2 separate regions of the Sus scrofa genome follow, and region 2 is linked to region 1. Evidence: chromatin contacts called from public Hi-C data. All regions are on one chromosome and are shown on one strand. Each heading gives the region's core, a stretch centred on a gene start, on an enhancer-like site or on the middle of the called end of the contact. The rest is flanking DNA. Distances are from core to core; before and after follow the strand shown.

The links. A called contact is a pair of places that touch in the nucleus more often than the background predicts.
Region 2: a Hi-C map of mesenteric adipose tissue shows a contact between it and region 1, with 1.7 times the contacts expected there. The contact joins two enhancer-like sites. A contact is called at or near these places in 1 of 5 promoter capture datasets (fetal skeletal muscle), 30 of 47 Hi-C or Micro-C datasets (adipose tissue, alveolar macrophages, blood and 15 more) and 2 of 2 datasets of contacts at active chromatin or transcription factors (alveolar macrophages and skeletal muscle).

The regions. Positions count from the first base shown.
Region 1 is chr14:30,912,318-30,916,231 of Sscrofa11.1, reverse strand. It overlaps TMEM120B (transmembrane protein 120B), which reads left to right. Exons shown (of 13, transcript XM_021073234.1): 6 at 1,717-1,782; 7 at 2,290-2,351; 8 at 3,738-3,830. Among named protein-coding and RNA genes, the nearest start is that of RHOF, 18 kb to the right of the region's middle. Within about 2 kb of position 1,996, at least 5 of the 83 cell types and tissues checked have an H3K27ac peak or open chromatin away from gene starts, as enhancers often do. A contact at or near this core is called in mesenteric adipose tissue, where this site is marked.
Region 2 is chr14:30,976,344-30,980,257 of Sscrofa11.1, reverse strand. No RefSeq gene overlaps it. Among named protein-coding and RNA genes, the nearest start is that of MORN3, 14 kb to the left of the region's middle. Within about 2 kb of position 2,232, at least 56 of the 83 cell types and tissues checked have an H3K27ac peak or open chromatin away from gene starts, as enhancers often do. A contact at or near this core is called in mesenteric adipose tissue, where this site is marked.

The DNA of each region.
Region 1 (3,914 bases), core at 747-3,246:
CATGTTGCATTTAAGAAGTCAGCAACAGGGCTGTGGATACTGGCTTGGGGATCAAAACAAGAAAGCAAGTTGCAGAAAGATTTTAGTTAAAAAGAAAGTCTAATCCAGCAGCCCATCTCCATAACCAGCAGATTCTCAGGTTCCTCTGTTTGGTGAGAATCCTGGACTGCATCTCCTCTCTTGGCCCCCACTCTAGTTTTCTCCCAAGAGAGAGTTCTGGAAAGACGAAGATTGACTGTTTCTCCCACGTGGATGCCTTGGGCATCCTGCAGTCTCTACCTCTCTGTCCCTGGGAGGAGGGAGTCTGGCTGCTCCCAGGGGGTATTTGGCAGAGCAGATCGTCACATCCTGATAACTTAGTTCCTGGAGAGGGGTGGGGGAGGCCAGCAGAGGCCGGAGACAGTCTCAGCAACTTTGAAGAATAAAGGGACACTGGGGAGGGGATGACTGCCAAGCTCCCTGCTCTGCTGTGGAGGAAGGGCCTTGAGCTGGGGGATCCTGGGTTCTGACAACAAGGTCCCCACAGCTTTGGATGGGACCAGTGAGTACAGGGTGAGGGCCTGTTGTAGAGGAGCAGCCCAGGGCATGGGGTTCCCAGAGAGACGCTGCGTCTACAGTCTGTTGTGTCTCTGCCTCTGGGTGGGGTGACATACATGTCACACATGCGTACATGTGTGCATGTTCTGTGTTGTTTCAACATGCTTGTTGAACACCTACCCTGATGTATCAATGAACAGATACATCAGTGAACAGACAATCCCTGCTCTTTTGAGTGGGGAAGAGAGTTTACAAAACAAATGAGAAAATAATTTCAGGTAGTGATGAGCATGGTGAAGAAGTAGGGTAATGTGAGCCAGAGTGGGGTTGTCTGGTTGTTTTAGACAAGGTGGTCAGGGAAGGCCTCTTGGAGGAAGTAGCAGTTGGTCCAAAACTGGTCCAGGAGCCAGGCAGGCCTAGGTCTTAAAGCAGAGAGAACAGCAAGTTCGAAGGCCCTGTTAATCTGCTCAGGTTACCATGACAAAACACCACAGACAAGGGGACTTGAACAACATAAATTTTTCTCACAATTCTGGAGGCTTGAAGTGCAAGATCAAGGTGCCAGCAGGGGTTGGTTTCTCCTGAGGTCATTCCTTGGCTTGCAGATGGCCACTGCACATGCCCACTTCACAGGGCCTTTTCCCTATGAGCCTGCGTACCCCTGGTGTCTCTTTTCAGAATCCCCTCCCTGTCAGATTAGGGCCCCACCTTTAGGGGCTCATTTAACCTTAACTACCTCTTCAAAGGCTCTGTCTCTAATTACAGTCACATTTTGAAGTACTAGTGTTAGGACTTCAACATTGGAATTTGGAGGGACACATTTCAGCCCATAACAGGCCCTGAGGTGGCAGTGGGCTTGGTGGATTCAAGAAAGAGGATGCCAGGAGCATCTTAGGCAGGGGGCAAGGTTGGGGGACAGGGAGGCGGGACCTGGACTCACTGTGAGGTTAGGGATGTGTTTTGAGGGTAGTGAGAAGCTGCTGGAGGCCCGAGTGCCTCTCTGGGTCTCTGTGTGATTGTGCATCTAATAGGACAGAGGGGAAGAGTCATGGCTTGGGTGTCTTTCTTGCTCCAAGAAGCTGTCTCTGGGCCACAGAGCACCCTTCCATACACACAGGCTGGCAAGCAGGGGGATGCCTGCGTTTCTCTCCCCACCTCATTTCCTTCTCTTCTCTCAAGAATCAAAGGCTGGTGGGTGTCTCATCACTACGTGTCCACATTCCTGTCTGGAGTGATGCTGACCTGGTAAGTGTCTCCTGCTGTGCCCCAGGGCCTCTGTTCACCCTTCTAGGGAGCCTGTGAATGGGGACTGGTGGTAGGCAAGGGGGCCCAGATGCCAGGGCCTTGGGAGCTGACTTTTGGACCAAGAAGGAAAGTGTGAGCTTACAGTGGATCTGCAGGGAGACCCCAGGCCAGCTGGGAGTTTTCTGAGGAATGTCCTGTCTGCCTGCTAGCAGGGCAGAGGTGACAGGGAACAAGTCTGGACAGAATAGACACAGGTCTGTGACTGCCGAGGTGGGAGGGAAATCAGTGGGAATTTAGGCTTTAAAATGCCTGCATGAGCTCTCCTGGTTCTAAAATTGATTAAAGCAATGATGGAAATCACCTGGTCCAGCCCCAGAGACGTGATAAGGAAGGTCGAAATTGGATGGAACATCTTTTTTTCTCTCTTGGTTGAAACAGAGACAGGGTGGGATGAAGGAATGCTTTCACAGCAGGGCTCGGCTTCACTCTTCCCCCACTTTTCTGCAGGCCTAACGGACTAATTTATCAGAAGTTTCGAAATCAGTTTTTAGCGTTCTCCATCTTTCAGAGTGAGTGTCTCTTGCTCAGACTGGGGGGAGGGGCACTCATGGCTTTCACTGGAGGCTGTTGGGTGAAGGGTGTATCCTGTGTGGGGCATGAGACTGGGGGAGGTCCCTGGTTGGCCCAGGGGGGTCCCAGAAGTCCAGAAAGAGCCATCTTCCCACCCCCACCCCATCAACTCCATCCTCCTGCCCAGCCCCCAGCCCCAGGAGAGGAATGGTCTGATCCACTGCCACTCCCTGGAGCTCTGGTCACTGTCTTTTTCTTCCCTAGTTGCACCCTTTAGGGACCGAAGGTAGTGGGGGCACTAATTTTGTTTTCCTTAAAATGGAAATTTATGTTATTTTTCTCCTTTAAGAATTAATTGCTCCAGATTTATTTACAATAAGGGGTTACCTCTGGGAAGCAGAGATTGGATGGTTGCAGACAAGGAGAGAGAGAGGGATTTGCTTTTCACGGAGTACCTGTTTGGTCCCTTTAAATATTCAAAAAAATGCCATTTAGTTTTTAAATAAAACCCTGCTCACAGACAGACTTATAAGCCAAGATGGAAAATTATGGGTAATCCCACCCTTAGAGTGTTATTAAATCTATGTCCTTTCAAACATTTTTATTCATAAATACTTATATACACATATACTACATTGCGTATGATCTTTAAACACCGGGTCCCTCTACATAGCTTTGTTTATAACCTAGTTTATATTCTTTTAACAAGTATCGTGGGCATTTTTCCATGTCAACGCACAGAATTCTGCCTTCTCATTTTTAATGACTACAAAGTACCCCACTGTATAGAACTGTCTCTTTAATGCATCATTATACAAAGACAGCTCAGGTTATCTGAGAATTCAACTAGGCCCCAACTCAGCATTGCACACAGCTCCCAGCATGGTGCCCCCATTCCAGCAAGCATCCATTGAGTGCATACTGCATGTCTAGGGAAGCTCTGGAAGTTTCTAGCCTAGTTGGGGCCTAGTTGGATTCTCAGATAACCTGAGCTGTCTTTGTATTATGGATAAGGGAGAAAACTGGTTCAGACGTGTGTGTGGTGGGGGTTGTACCGTGTGTGTGTGTGTGTGTGTGTGTGTGTATGTGTGTGTGTGTGTGTTGGGGGTGCCTTAGAAAGCTGGTTCAGATGTGTGTGTGTGGTGGGGGTTGTACTGTGTGTGTGTGTGTGTGTGTGTGTGTGTGTGTGTGTTGGGGGTGCCTGAGAAAGCTGGTTCAGACGTGTGTGTGGTGGGGGTTGTAGTGTGTGTGTGTGGGGGGGGGGGTTGTACCCAGGCACGGGCACCCTACCCCGGACCCTCTGGGCAGTGAGGACAAACTGGCCTGCAGTGGCAGTTTCGCTGGGTGCTCTAGTCCCTGAGGCGGGTGCTGTGCTCCCCCTGCAGGCTGTGTCCAGTTCCTGCAGTATTATTACCAGAGGGGCTGCCTTTACCGGCTGCGGGCGCTGGGGGAGAGGAATCACTTGGACCTCACAGTGGGTGAGTAGCCTGGCCTGGGGGGTGGAGGAACAAGCACCAGCCCTCCCTGCTCCCCGGAACCTTGCCCCCTGTGCGCCTTACTGG
Region 2 (3,914 bases), core at 983-3,482, 64 kb before region 1:
TTCCCATCCTTTCTCTCCTTTCTTGATCTCCACTGTAAGGCCATCAATGAATTGGCTGTTGGTAAAATATCTATTGAAATTTAAGTTAAATAGAAATAAAAATTCAATTCCTGGAGTTCTCATTGTGGCGTAGCAGAAACGAATCAGACTAGTAACCATGAGGTTGCAGGTTCGACCCCTGCCCTCGCTCAGTGGGTTAAGGATCCAGCATTGCCAAGAGCTGAGGTATAGGTCGAAGATACGGCTTGGATCCTGCATTGCTGTGGCTGTGGCGCAGGCCAGCAGCTGTAGCTCTGAATCAATTCAACCCCTAGCCTAGGAACCTCCATGTGCTGCGGGTGTGCCCCCCCCCCAAAAAAATTCAATTCCTCAGTTGTAATTGCCACCTTCCAAGTATTCAGTAGGCACATATGGTAACTTGCTATCCTAGGGGACAGCACAGGCAGATTCAGAACATTTCCTTTACCATAGAAAGTTCTACCTGACAGCACTGCTTGGGGATGAGTTCTCTATCCTTTCCTTGGAAAGTTTCCATTTCCTGCCCACAGTTCCCCAATCCGCCCCCCCCCCTTTTTAACTGATCAGCAAAATGCTCTCTCAGAAGCTAACATAATGTCTGCAGGGATAAGCCAGTGGAAATTACGGTGTTTGAAAATAGTTGTCAGCTACAAAAAGACAGCTAATAAATCATCCCATGAAAAATGCACAACCTCACTAGCAATTAGAGAAATAAAAGAACACTGCCATACCATTACATACTGTCTAGACTAGAAAAATGGCAACACTGTGGAGAAAGAGGCACCATGACAACTGCTAGCCATCATGGCAATTAGGTAAATCCTCCTGAAGGACCACCTGGGATTACGTTACAGAAACTATAAAACTATTTTCTGACAAATTCCACTTAATGATTGCTATTTATTTACTAGATAGCTGGCAAGAGCCACAGTACTTGGTACTTTCCATACCTTTTTTTTTTTTTTTTTTTTTTTTTTTTTTGTCTTTTTAGGGCCGAACACGGGGCATATGGAGATTCCCAGGCTAGGGGTCAAATTGGAGATACAGCTGCCAGCCTATGCCACAGCCACAGCAATGCAAGATCTAAGACTCTTCTGTCACCTACACCACAGCTCATGAAAATGCCAGATCCTTAACTCAATGAGCAAGGCCAGGGATTGAACCCGAAACCTCATGGATACTACTCAGATTCATTGATCGATGAGCCACGACAGGAACTCCTCCATACTTTTTTTCAAACCAATCCTATGAGGTGGGTAGTTAGCCTATCTTCATTTTAAAAAATCTCTAAAAATGGAGTTCCCATCATGGCTCAGCAATAATGAACATGACTAGTATCTATGAGGTTGCAGGTTTAATCCCTGGCCTTGACCACTGGGTTAAGGATCTGGCATTGCCATGAGCTGTGGTGTAGATCGCAGACACTGCTCGGATCTAATGTTGCAAGATCCTCGGACCTTGTGTTTTGCGGCTGGGGTGTAGGCCAGCGGCTGCAGCTGGCCTGGGAATCTCCAAATGCCACAGACGAGGCCTAAAACAAACAAACAAAATGCAAATGCTTACATTCACAAAAGTTATGCAAGACACAGAGCAAAAGAGCAAAGAAATGGATTCAGTCTCAGACCTCTTGATCCAGGAAGACCTGCTCAGAACACTGCATCTCCTCCTATTTTGGAGAAGAGCATCAAAAGTAGTAAATGATACAAGTGGGGCCAAGAGAAGAACTTTACTCAAAAATATACATATTGGAGTTACCGTTGTGGCGCAGCAGAAACGAATCCGACTACTAATCATGAGGTTGTGGTTTTTTTTTTTTTTTTTGTCTTTTGTCTTTTTTGTCTTTTGTTGTTGTTGTTGTTGTTGCTATTTCTTGGGCCGCTCCCGCGGCATATGGAGGTTCCCAGGCTAGGGGTTGAATCGGAGCTGTAGCCACCGGCCTACGCCAGAGCCACAGCAACGCGGGATCCGAGCCGCGTCTGCAACTCACACCACAGCTCACGGCAACGCCGGATCATTAACCCACTGAGCAAGGGCAGGGACCGAACCCGCAACCTCATGGTTCCTAGTCGGATTCGTTAACCACTGCGCCACGACGGGAACTCCAGGTTGTGGTTTTGATCCCTAGTCTCGCTCAGTGGATTAGGGATCCTGCATTGCCATGAACTGTGGTGGAGGTCGCAGATTGGCTTGGATCCCGAGTTGCTGTGGCTGTGGCGTAGGGCTGCAGCTACAGCTCCTATCCACTCCCAGCTTGGGAACCTCCATATGCCATGGGTGTGGCACTAAAAAAAAAAAAAATTAACGTAATTATTACCAAGGGAAAACTGAAAAATGCACATAAAGTACAATGTAAGCTGGGCCTGGCACACTGTAGGCTCTCAATAAATACTTAATTAAAAAAAAAAAAAAAAAGCAAGTTGGCGAAAAGGGGCTCCCCAGCCCTTTAAATGTCAAAGGGGGGTAAACCCGAGAGAAAGGAGGCGGGCTAAGGAGCTGACGTAAGAAGCTGCTTGCCTTATTTAAATGAGCATGCGTAGAGGCTTACCTTTGGTCTAGGCCACGCTCCTGCACTCAGTGCGCGTGCGTAGCCTGAACCTTTAGGAGACGTTTGGCTCCGCCCGCCTATTTAGATGGGCGGAGACAGTCGCGTGAGTTCCTTGGACCTACATTCTCCCGCGCAATTAACCAGCCCTGCCCCCTCGTGCACATGCGCATACTTCAGCACTCGACCTGAAGGTTGGGGAGTTGCGCCTGCGTCGTGGTTGTCTCTGCCGGAAGTGGGCGGGATGGTGTTCCCAAGCCAAAGGGCGGAGGGAGAAAATGCGGTAAAGGCAAGTGTAGCTGAGTGGAAAGCAGTATTTGGGGACTGTCCCTAATACCCTGCTGCAGAGCCAAGAGGTGATCACAGGGAACTTAATTTTCGATTTTAAAAAGGTTTTACAAGATTATTCTTTTATGTGTGTCTTAAGTAAAGTTTTTAGGGAAAAAGAGGAGTTCCCTAAGTTTTTTTTTTTGCCCCGTGAATTCTTATATTTCTAAAAAAACTTCAGGACTTTCAATGTCCAGGTTGAAAACAAGTGTTACTAAAAAAAAATAGAGTACAGAGTCTCACACACAGAAAGGTATGACCTAGTGAGAAATCTTAGGAAATATATATTTTTTTAATAATTTATTTTTTGTCTTTTTAGGGCCGCACCCACGGCATATGGAGGTTCCCAGGCTAGGGGTCCAATTGGAGCTACGGCTCCCAATCTACACCACAGCCACAGCAACTTGGGATCCGAGTCATATCTGCAGCCTACCCCACAGCTTACTGTAATGCCAGATCCTTAACCCACTGAGTGAGGCCAAGGATTGAACCTGAAACCTCATGGTTCCTAGTCTGATTCATTTCTGCTGTGCCACAACAGGAACTCCTTAGACAGGAAATCTTTAGGAAAATATGTTGAATAAGAGCCAAAAAAGAAACAAGTCTGCCTAGAGGCAAATGTGATTTTGTGATGTAAAATTATAGATGTTTTGAAAGTCCCATGTGTCACTTCACCAACTTAATTCCGTAGATACATGTGGAAAACATGTTATCTTTTTTGTATGTACACTGTGCTGGATGCTGGAGATTCAAAGGTGAATAAGATTCAACCCCTGCCCTTGATGAAATCACACTCGGGAAGGACTGCAGGGTTCAGGCATAGGAGTAACCTGGGTAAGTTCTTGGAGGTAGACGGGATGGTGTAAAGTGAGTACAGAGACTCTTTTTAGGGCCATACCCATGGCATATATACGTTCCCAGGCTAGGGGTTGAATCTGAGCTGTAGTCGCCAGCCTACGCTATAGCTACAGCAACGCCAGATCCAAGCTGCGTCTGCGACCTACACCACAGGTCACAGCAATGCCGG